Linked DNA regions of Aedes albopictus: region 1 is linked to region 2. A link is a contact called in public Hi-C data. All regions are on one chromosome and are shown on one strand. Each heading gives the region's core, a stretch centred on a gene start, on an enhancer-like site or on the middle of the called end of the contact. The rest is flanking DNA. Distances are from core to core; before and after follow the strand shown.

What was found. Hi-C and Micro-C count contacts between places; a contact is called where the count stands out from the background.
Region 1: a Hi-C map of embryo shows a contact between it and region 2, with 9 times the contacts expected there. The contact joins the promoter of LOC109423498 here to the promoter of LOC109423501 in region 2. A contact is called at or near these places in 2 of 3 Hi-C or Micro-C datasets (embryo and whole body).

The regions. Positions count from the first base shown.
Region 1 is chr1:199,528,827-199,534,160 of AalbF5, forward strand. LOC109423498 (endoplasmic reticulum metallopeptidase 1) reads left to right here and starts at 2,930. Exons shown (of 8, transcript XM_019698466.3): 1 at 2,930-3,280; 2 at 3,352-3,406; 3 at 4,228-4,832. The coding sequence starts at 3,272.
Region 2 is chr1:199,361,251-199,366,455 of AalbF5, forward strand. LOC109423501 (peroxisomal membrane protein 11C) reads right to left here and starts at 3,626. Exons shown (of 5, transcript XM_029866928.2): 1 at 3,146-3,626; 2 at 2,749-2,931; 3 at 2,505-2,686. The coding sequence starts at 3,205.

The sequences.
Region 1 (5,334 bases), core at 1,680-4,179, 170 kb after region 2:
CCTTCCGGCTTTGTCCAACTTCTGGATGCTGGGTTCGCCGTAAAGTGCAGCGAGCTCGTGGTTCATCCTTCTCCGCCACACACCGTTTTCTTGCATACCGCCGCAGATCGTCCTTAGCACGCGTCGCTCGAAAACTCCGAGTGCTTGCAGGTCCTCCTCGAGCGTGGTCCATGTCTCGTGCCCGTAGAGGATTACCGTAGAGATTACTAATCCTCCAGAAATCTAAATTTTTTGTTAAATTCTGCAAATCTTTAAGCATTTTTTTTATTTAATAATGAGAAAGAATGACATTGATTGAAGGCTTTTTGACGAGTTATATTTGAAATTTTGAAGTGAAGGTTTAAAAATTATTAAAATTCTTTGTAAAAAGTTGTTGGTGCGCCGTGACAACTTTGAAAATGTCAAAAAGCGCCGCGGTAGCAAAAAGTTTGGGAACCTTTTGCCTTAACCATTAGGCTAACTGGAGATCTTAGACTGGAGATTTAGAGCATAACTGGACAGCTAATGACCAAGCTAACAACTTTGTCAAATACATCATCCAACTAAGTTTACTCATTATTGAAATACACAATACACGGCTCCGTGGTCGTGTGGCTAGGGTCACCAAGCTCTTAGTCGCATCGTGCTGAGGAGCGCGGGTTCGATTCCCGCCGCAGCTGTCAGGAAAAGTTTTCGGCTGTGCCACTGGACGTTGCATGCTAGTCCGTTGTCTAGTGTCGTGTTTCCTTCAAAGAGCAAAAAGCTCACTGGAAGCATTCAACGTGTCCGTGCCTTTCCTAAAAAAAGAAAAAAAATTATGCTTTGCTTTTGTGTAGTCTGTAAGCTCACTAGCGCCGCCTAGCGATTGATTTGCTAATTACTTAGATTTTAGACCATCAATGAATAGCTCTTGAACAAGCCAGCAACTTTGCCGAAGATACCAAATTTGTCCGAAGTGATATCGTAAGAATATTTACGATCCAAATTATACCATTTTCATGAAACCAAGCTTGCTATTTAGTGAAAAAATTCGCAAAATGATGCGACTCGCTTTCGACAACGAATACGTTTTCACCCTTCCTCGCTTTACCCAACCAACCTCCGATACGAATAGCACACGAACAGACTCGACGCTGATGAGCATTGTTGGCTACTCCTTTTCGCCGTTGCGTTCCAGCCAAGCCTGACTTTTCATCGCTTTCGATGCTTTTCGATAATATAAGTTGTGCACCGATGCAAAACCTCCATTGGCATTCCGTATATGTACGAGTTTCACTAAATTTGTTACTTTTTTAAACCCTAAGGCCTCGAGCACACGGAGTCAAATTTTTGACAAGGAATTAACTCAAGAGTAAACATTTGTTTGACTTTAAAGAAGATTCGTTTGAGCATTGGTTTGTTTTTGGTTGAATATTTGACCCAGTGTACTGCCGGCTTAACACAGCAAGTAGGTAATGAACGGATATTCAGCATCGCCTTGCTTAGGGTGACGGGTTCGATTTCCAGTAGGTCCATGAAATTCTTGTAATGGACGACATTACAGTTGAGGTCGATGTACGTATCTGTCATGGGACGCATAGTTGAAATTAAAAGGAACAGTATTCACTTGATTTTCATCTAGTTACAGGTTTATCATCATATAAAATTATTAGTTGAGGAATCTCTGAGAGTATAACTAAGGTTATGCTCACAGAACACTTTGCTGAGAAGCAAACTATGTCCCAGTGAGGTCATTACGCCAAGATAAAGAGAAAGAGGATAACATTACAAAAAAACATTTAGGGCAACCTGGGGTAATACGCACCCCCGGGGCAAAACGCTCTCACGCTATTTAATTATATAAATGAAGCTCGGCAAACTAGAAGTAAAATTGAGTCGGACAAGCTCAAGAATGACAAGAATATTCGAAAGAAAAGCGTTGAAACCGATGATTTTCCATATTAGGAAAGATTGTCTAATTTGAAGCGCACGCAATTTAAGTGGTTGCGCGCTGATTATATGGAATCAATCTATCAATCAATCAAGTACCATCTGCCTTCTGCACCTTCCATTTGCTGCCGTGAATAGTAAGATGGAGCCGCATGGTATTTCATTAGAATTCAAAGCGGAAAATGCCAGAGGTCGTATTGCCCCACCTCAAGGTGCGTTTTGCCTCCAACAGTTTTTCAGCACCCAAAACGTAACACTTTTTCTAATTGTAAATGTAATTCGGTAAAATGGATATCACGCGAACCAAAAGTTAGCGCTTTTTAGTCAATCAACTAAACTAACTTTCAAATCGCAAGACATCTATAACATTATCTTAATCTTAGTTATTATTCCACGTTTGCTTAGGGGGTGCATATTACCCCACCTTTCCCTACATACGTTTTGAAAACCAAATTCCAGATTTCTAGGAATATAAAAAACGCAGTAGGCAGAACAAGTTGCTTGGACACGTAATTCAAATTATGAAAAACTAAATATCTATGAAATATAACAAAATTGTTATTTTTGCAACCAATTGCGAATTCCAGGTGTACAGCACTACTCGTAGCATTGTACTGATGTGTACAAAATCGGTTAAATTATTACTTCTATTGTGATACTAAAACCGCAAGTACGATATAAAATTTATAATACCGAGTCATGATACACGTTTTTCAGTTCGTGTTATTTCACATCGCTTCTTAACTTTGGCGCCCGTTTCATGATTTTCATCTGCATACTCACCAGTCTAAATGACATGGACTGGATCTATGCTTATCGTTCTCCATTTATTAGTATGTGTTATGTTAGCATAGCGACTATGCTAACTGCATCATACTTGTACCACGCAGCCGGCTTCGCCGCTCGGTTTATGTCTTTAGCAAACATCAACATCTGTTTTTTGTTTTGATTTCCCGTTCATAGGCCGCTTGACCATGTGTGCGTGGTAGAGATATATCACACTGCAGCATGTGTGCGTATCTTACACGTCAAAATTTTCATTCTGTCGCATAGTGACATGGTGTGCTGACAGACATTCGAAGAAAAAATCCATTTTTCGTGAAAAATTGTGTAGTTTTATGACAAAGTTTCAAAAAACTTATATTTAAATGAAATTTGGTTACAGTTTAGGTGTCGTTAATGTTTGAATGTAGCAGGAAATGGATAGCTTAGAAAGAGAGTGAATACAAGAAGGATTGACAAATTAGAAAAAAAAATCTTAATAATTAGTGCTCTAATGATCATTTACCAAATGTATAATTTTGTTTAATAACATTCCTACTGATTTTATTGTAACATTAAAAAACGTCATTTACAAATCAAAATGTTCCAGGTATGGGCCACCATGGACTAGATTACATAAACACTTTTTATCGACATTCAATTATGTTCTTGTTTTGTCAGCCTACGAACGCCAACCGGAAAGGAGTGAAGGGGAAAGTGCTCGATCCAGATATAGGTAAGACAACCGGGCTACCGTCAAGCAGGACTTTTTCTGACTTATGGATTGCTCTATGCTTAATTTTTATTGTTATTCCAATGTTTTTTTTTTCATAAAAAAAAACATTGGAATCTATAGTTTTCCATTCTTAAAACAAATACTAGGATCATTTCAGTAATAGATTACAATCGAGCGACTAGATAAGTTTGGATTTTTGGATAACCAATAATGTTTGATGTAGGTATGTGTCACCTTCCCAATTTTGGGGTAACTTTGATTTTACCTTGAAAAACAGTTTAAAGTTTAAGACAGTGAAGTTTAAATGTCCTTCTTACAAACATGATTGAAAAACGTGTGTAGAGTGAATAAATATAACATTTTGAAGGAAACACGCAGATTAAAAAATAGCATAAAAGTAATTTTGATTAAAAAGTTTACCAAGCTTATTTAGTATTGAATCATGTTTGAAATCATCGAATTGTGTAAAATCGAGTTCGGTCATTTATTTATAGTAAACATTGCAATGAGTTCTCGTCAATTCAAACACATTGGAATATCTGAATATGTTTTATTACAAGATCAGGGCCGAGGACGTAGGTAAGTTGTAAATGTGCTATTCAACAATCGGCCTTAGTTAATATAAATTGCTGTTCAATTTCTATCGTCGCTTGCTGGCGAATCTATCCCAACGTGTACAATTATTACTTGTCTTGTTCCCTCATTCCTTTACCGAAAAAGGCCAATCAAACCTGATATAATACGAAATAAGCCAAAAGTAGCTCTGCTTGACGGTATGTGAACGTTTTGAATAACTAAACTAATGTCGATGTTATTTTTAGATTATTCTAAAGTGAAAAGCGTCCACAGCATTTCGTCCTGGTGGGGCATCGGTGGCATTTTCCTCATCCTTTTCATTGGCAATTTGACTAGCTACACCAACTCTCACCTACCGGACGCACTGAGGAACGCACACCTAGCGAAATATCCAAACGCATTCATTGCCGAGCGAGCATACAAAGATTTGAAAATTTTGAACGATTTTGGCCCGAAACCAACTGGCAGCTATGCGAACGAGGTGCTGGCCGTTGATTTTCTCCTGCGAGAGATTTCCTACATCGATCAGCTGAAGAACAAAAACCAAGAGATCGTTGTCGACAAGCAAATCGTTTCCGGTGGATATGTCGGCGTCTACATGAACAAGTCAGCAACGAGCGTCTATCGGAACGTTCAGAACGTGATTGCCAAGCTGGTGGGAAAACACAAGGAGCAGGCACTGCTGTTGAATTGCCATTTTGATTCGGTGGCAACCAGCCCTGGTGCCAGCGATGATCTATCGGGTTGTGCTGTAATGTTGGAGATATTGCGAGTAATGTCAAGACAGTCCGATATCAATCAGTACTCGATTATTTTCTTGTTCAATGGAGCCGAAGAAACGCCACTGCAGGTAGGAAATTCAATGATAATAACTAGTTCTAGTATTATTCCTCTGTTTGTTTTTTTTTTATTATTTTGAGTCAAGTCGATCCGCCTAATTTTAAATTAAGGGCTACCTGAACCACACTTGATTATCACAATTCATGTATCATGTTGGGCTAAGCATTTGAGCACATGTTATCACAGAGGATTGCTTCAGAAGCGTAGGGTTTCTATTGGTTTATCGACACTTACCTGTAGTAGAAAAGCTGAAATAGACGGGCTTGATGGTCTAGTGGCTACCGCTTCTGATTCGTATGCAGAAGGTCATGGGTTCAATCCCTGGCCCGTCCCTCTAATCCTACTTTGTATCTTTATATCCACTTTCTCACATACAACTCATGTACAAGTATATTCATATGTTCATATCTATCGCTAGAACCAGAAACGAATTGCAAAAATTCGTTTCCTTTCCTTTCCACTTCCACAGCACAGTGTATATAAGGGTTCATTCAAATATTACGTAACGCAAA
Region 2 (5,205 bases), core at 2,376-4,875:
TTTTTTTTTTCAACAAAAACTATGACAGCTCAAGATGCTGAGAAGCTTCTTCAATGGCACGTAAAATTCAGGAAGATACATCATTCGTAAGTAGAAAGCGATTATTTCAAAGTAGTATTTTAGTAGTTATTGTGCTGGTAGGCTTATGCGCATTCGAATTTACCGTGAATATTGGGGTTGCAGAATCATAAAATTAATGCGCTTCGAAAATAGTGAATATTATCATCTTGGAATGAAATAAATCAATTTGTGAATTTAGTAAAACTATCCCGAATCGCAAGAAAACTCAGCAGAAAGAGTTTATTTATGTGAGCATGTTATGAAAATGGTTGCAAACTACCATTTCATTGCTAATTTAAGAAAAAATAACTATTTTTCATTCACGTAAGCTAATTCTTCAATATGGCGACGACCATAATCAGCGAAAATCTGGACAAACATTTGAAAAGGGCCTATCTGCTTTGCGTAAACAAACATGTTTTTGTCTTTGTCGGGCCCATCTGCATCCACCCACGCACATCAACACCCTTATCAGAAAGAGTGTTCTTCAAGCTATCTCTTAAGGGTGTTGATGTGCGTGGGTGACTGCAGATGGGCCCTGCAGAGACAGAAACATGTTTGTTTACAAAAAGCAGATAGGCCCTTTTTAAATGTTCGTCCAGACTAGAGTTCACTCACTACCAAACTGAGGTGATGGTTGTGAACAACCGGAAGCAGCAAGCGGTGATCAGTGTAGGCGATTTCACTATCACTTCAAAGCGCTCCGTCAAACACTTGGGGGTGATGATCGACGATAAGCTCACCTTTGGTAGCCACGTTGATTACGCCTGTAAAAGAGCCTCCACAGCTAAAAGTGTCCCGGATAATGTCCAATAGCTTTGCGGTGTACGCTAGTAAGCGCAAGCTTCTGGCTAGTGTCGCTATGTCCACACTAAGATAGGGCGTCCCGGTGTAGGGCACGGCGCAAAGTACCGAAAGCTACCGTGAAGTACTAATACGCCGATGTGCCTGAGGGTTGCGAGCGCGTACCGTACCGTGTCATACGACACGCTCTGCGTCATCAGTGGTATGGTGCCTATCGGCATCTTTATCGGGGAGGACATAGAGTGCTTTGAAATGCGCGACACAGCAAGCATACGCAGGACTACCAGGATGGCCTCCATGCTCAAATGGCAGCAAGTGTGGGACAGTTCCATAAGGAAGTAACATTCCACCTGCCTCAGTTCCTTTCGACAGTATCTACATCGTTTCGGTCATGCGGGTTCTCTCGAATGTCCGGTTTGTGCTGGTTTAGAGGAAACGGCGGAATATGTTTTGCTCGAGTGCCCGCGTTTTTGCAAAATGCGTGACCGCATGCTTGCCATACGGTGGGGACTTGACCCCGAGGAATCTTGAGCAGACGAGTTTAGCTGGAATGTCACTTCATTGGTTATCGCCCGAATCGTCTTGGAGCTATAAAGCAGGTAGCGTGTGCACTCGAAGGGTGGTTAGTTCAGAAGCTAATAAAGAGGTGGTCCAATTGTTCGGAGTCAGCTACGTAGGTCATACCGGCGCCCTGCGGTCGAACCCGACCCTTCTATCGCAAAAAAAGTGACCGCGCGGGAACATCCAGATACCGTTGCTTTCATGGCTTCGGTGTACAAGATTTCAAGTACGCTTTAGATGTGATTATCAATTAGCATGTCTGAGCATCACCGGATATTACGGCATCGATACGGGTACAACACTCTCAAATACCCTCTATTTTAGTGTATCGTGTTCCTTATCATTGATCACATATTTCGCGTTTGTAAGGATATCAGCTTAAAACTATTCCATTCGTAAGCCTTTTATTGAACTCTTATCGTTTCTGTTTAGATAACATGTGGTCACGTGAATAAAGCAACAATTTAACGTAACGAAACAAAATCCGTTACACCCACAATTTTTAGAGAGTACTTTGCTCCATGCGTAGAATAGCACATGTAAAGAATTGACGTAGAATCTTCGATAAAATTGTTCATCAATACTCTTAAATTTGACATCCGTTGACCGCTTCTAAAACATGGACTGCGATGAATAATAAATATTAAAACGAAATCATAAGTCCTGTTCAATGAAGTATGTTGAACATTGATGAACTTGCTGCATTCTGCTCTTACCCATTTTTTGAGGAATGGGTAAGAACAGTATGCATCAACTGCCTCAACTTCGACCATGTTCAACCTACTTCATTGAACAGGCAGGACTATAGTGTCAGGTGCACACTACATTGTTTGTTTGACGTTGGATAAAGAAAAAAAAATGATATATCCCACTCCCTACAACACAGCGGGATTCAATTATCGAAGTTGTTTGCCGCGCGTCCAAGCTGAGGTAATCTTTGTGCGAGATAAGAGCAAATCAATGTGATTCGGCGAATTTTATCGCTTAGATTAAGATACACACAGTTGCCAAAATTAAGCTGTCTTGGCCAAAAAAAGAATAAACGAGTAGATAAAAGTTCATAAAAATGTCCAACTTACTTCATAAGGTTCAAATAGATCGACGCCACCCAAAAGATAGAGTTCACGGTGTCCCATTTGGTGGGATTTTCCACGTTGAGCAGTTTGTATTCTATCATCCAGCAAATTTTATCCACAGGATAGTACACGTGGTCAATGAGGTTGGTAATGAAGCCAATAAGGCCCATTATTCTGTCTGGTTCCTATTTGAAACATTCATTCTAGTAAGCAGCATCAGTATGTAAAAAAAAGTTACTCATAATACCTTGCTCCCCATTCCGTAACTGAGTGAATAACTAAGCATTGGTAGGTCGTCAAATAACCGCAGCGTGGCCCTTGTTTGTGACATTTTGGAACTGAAGATGGCCAATTTTTTGGCAAAATCTGGATCTTTGTTCGCATACATCCCAGACGCCAGCTTTGTGGTGTAGCATAGTGTTCTAACAATCTAAAAAAAAGGCAAGGGTGAATAAGCGGAATTAGCTGACTAGAAGCTGACTTTTTTGTAGCGCCAATGCGGAAACGAAAAACCGGTCTCCTCGCGTCAGCCCAACATACGCAACCATTTGAACTTGATCTCTTTGCATTGTTTTGGCTACCTGGGCTAGTTATAACACAAAAAAGTGAAAGTAGTTTCCTGTGCTACGTGGAACTCTTCTTACCTTATCCCGGCCAGTGTAGGTGTCCAGCATATCACAAACTTCGTTTAGTGCTTTGCTCATTTTGATTGATTATTTGTGCTATTGCAGTTTTATGTTTGAATATCTCAGGCAAATATTAAATGCAATAAAAATTCACTGTGGCTAAGTTACGCGGTTCTCTCAGACGTGTAAATACACTGCAATGATATGCCTGTTTATAGTAGATGCATCGGTATCAACAACTTTTCTCTATTGTAAATTAATAATATCTTCTACAAGATACCGCCACGAAACGGGAACGATAACCAGCACAGACTACCAACAAGAATCGACTGACCCGATACTGCGTGGTACAGGATCACGATGAGGCGAGGTTTGTTTATCACCTTACCCTCAACACCTCGTCCCTGCACTTGCATTTCAATGGAATGCCTGTCAGATACGGCGATATCTTACGCTTTAGGCTAGGGTAGGATCTTATGTCGGTAGAAATTTAAAATAACATATCCAAACATATAACATTCATAATTGAAACATAATTGCCCTATAACAGTTCGACACAATTGTAAATTAATATATTCTTTCAAAAATATCATGGATTTCGCTATCTACTATTCATATAATTTTATTGCTCTAGGTAGCACGCAATGCTGCAGCTACCCAAAAGCCCAAAGTTCAGCATGAAGTGTAAGTATTGGTATGCTCACGACATTTAAAAAGTCTACCGCACCTACTACATGTACCGTTCCACACGTGGAATCTTGCCTTCGATTCATCAAACGGTTGTTCGTGTGAGTACAACAACCTGTGCCTGTTTTGTTGACATATATGAATGAAAGAAAGAAGGCAGAAAATGAATGAATCGCGATTACGCCGTCTGCCTCATCGTCCATTGATCTAGAAAAGGAACGCCATCTGGTTGAGAAAATGTCTGAGATTTTCAAACATGGCGTTAACTTACATTAATATCAATACAACAACAAAAAAAAAACAGTACAGAACCTGGTAGAGGCTAGCGCCTTCGCTGACTGTTTGGGGTTGAAGAGAACCTCAAAGCTGTAACTTTGAGCAAGGACCGTGTACTCACAGCAAAGTTAAGACCCCCGTCTTAACTTTGCTGTGCCTCAGGGTTGGCCAGTCGCTCGTGACACTCCGCGGAAGAAAATAGGTTCAATAGAGAAAACTCCCTGTATTGTCGGTCTCGTGCCCACTTTTGTTATCCTTCTGCTGACGTCCTACCTTCACCACACAAAAAAAAATCCGTTCCGATATATGTACGTGCACTCCCAGTCACGACAACGGGAACAAACGGAAACTATGCATAGCACCCATAATAACAATAAAGCCTTCATACACGCTTTGCCAAGTGTGCAAACTTTTCCGCACGCATCAACCAACAGCAAAGCATACGCTTGACATTTCCGATGTTTTGTCAATGTTGAGACCACTGTTGGCCTGTTGGATTATGCGTGCGGAAAAGTTTGCACACTTGGCAAAGCGTGTACTGAAGGCTTAAGAAATGTACTCCGTGAACTAGATTTCCCGTTCTCTAGAACCAATAAGATATAGATTAGTGACGTCACTAATTGAGTTGCATAAGATCAGCGGTAGAACAAAAGAGACAACTAGTGGTTCGTAATGTTTATCTGCGCCACCTGTATCTGTACCTCATTGCTCTAGAACGCCCATATTGACAGCTGGAACTAGTTCCAGTTCACAGTGCATATAGTTTATTTCATTGCTAACTGGACTGCGACAGAGTGCGGAATATTAAATAAAAGTGCGATATTGCATCAAATCGTTCCGGTGTCTTCACCGCACTTATTCATCATGAGCTAATGAATAAGTGCGGTGAAGACACCGAAACGATCTGACACCGAATCGCACTTTTATTTGAAATTCTGCACTTCCCCGTCGCACTTTTAACTGCGCAATGCGCAATATTTGCTTGTTCTCATATTTGCGTTTGTTTGTTCGCGTTTATCAGAACGGTTTTTTTTTCACTTGCCTTTTTCCCCATTTTAGTTTTTTTTTTTCCTGATAATAAACTCTCACCCACTATGTCCGATTTCGTCGGACAC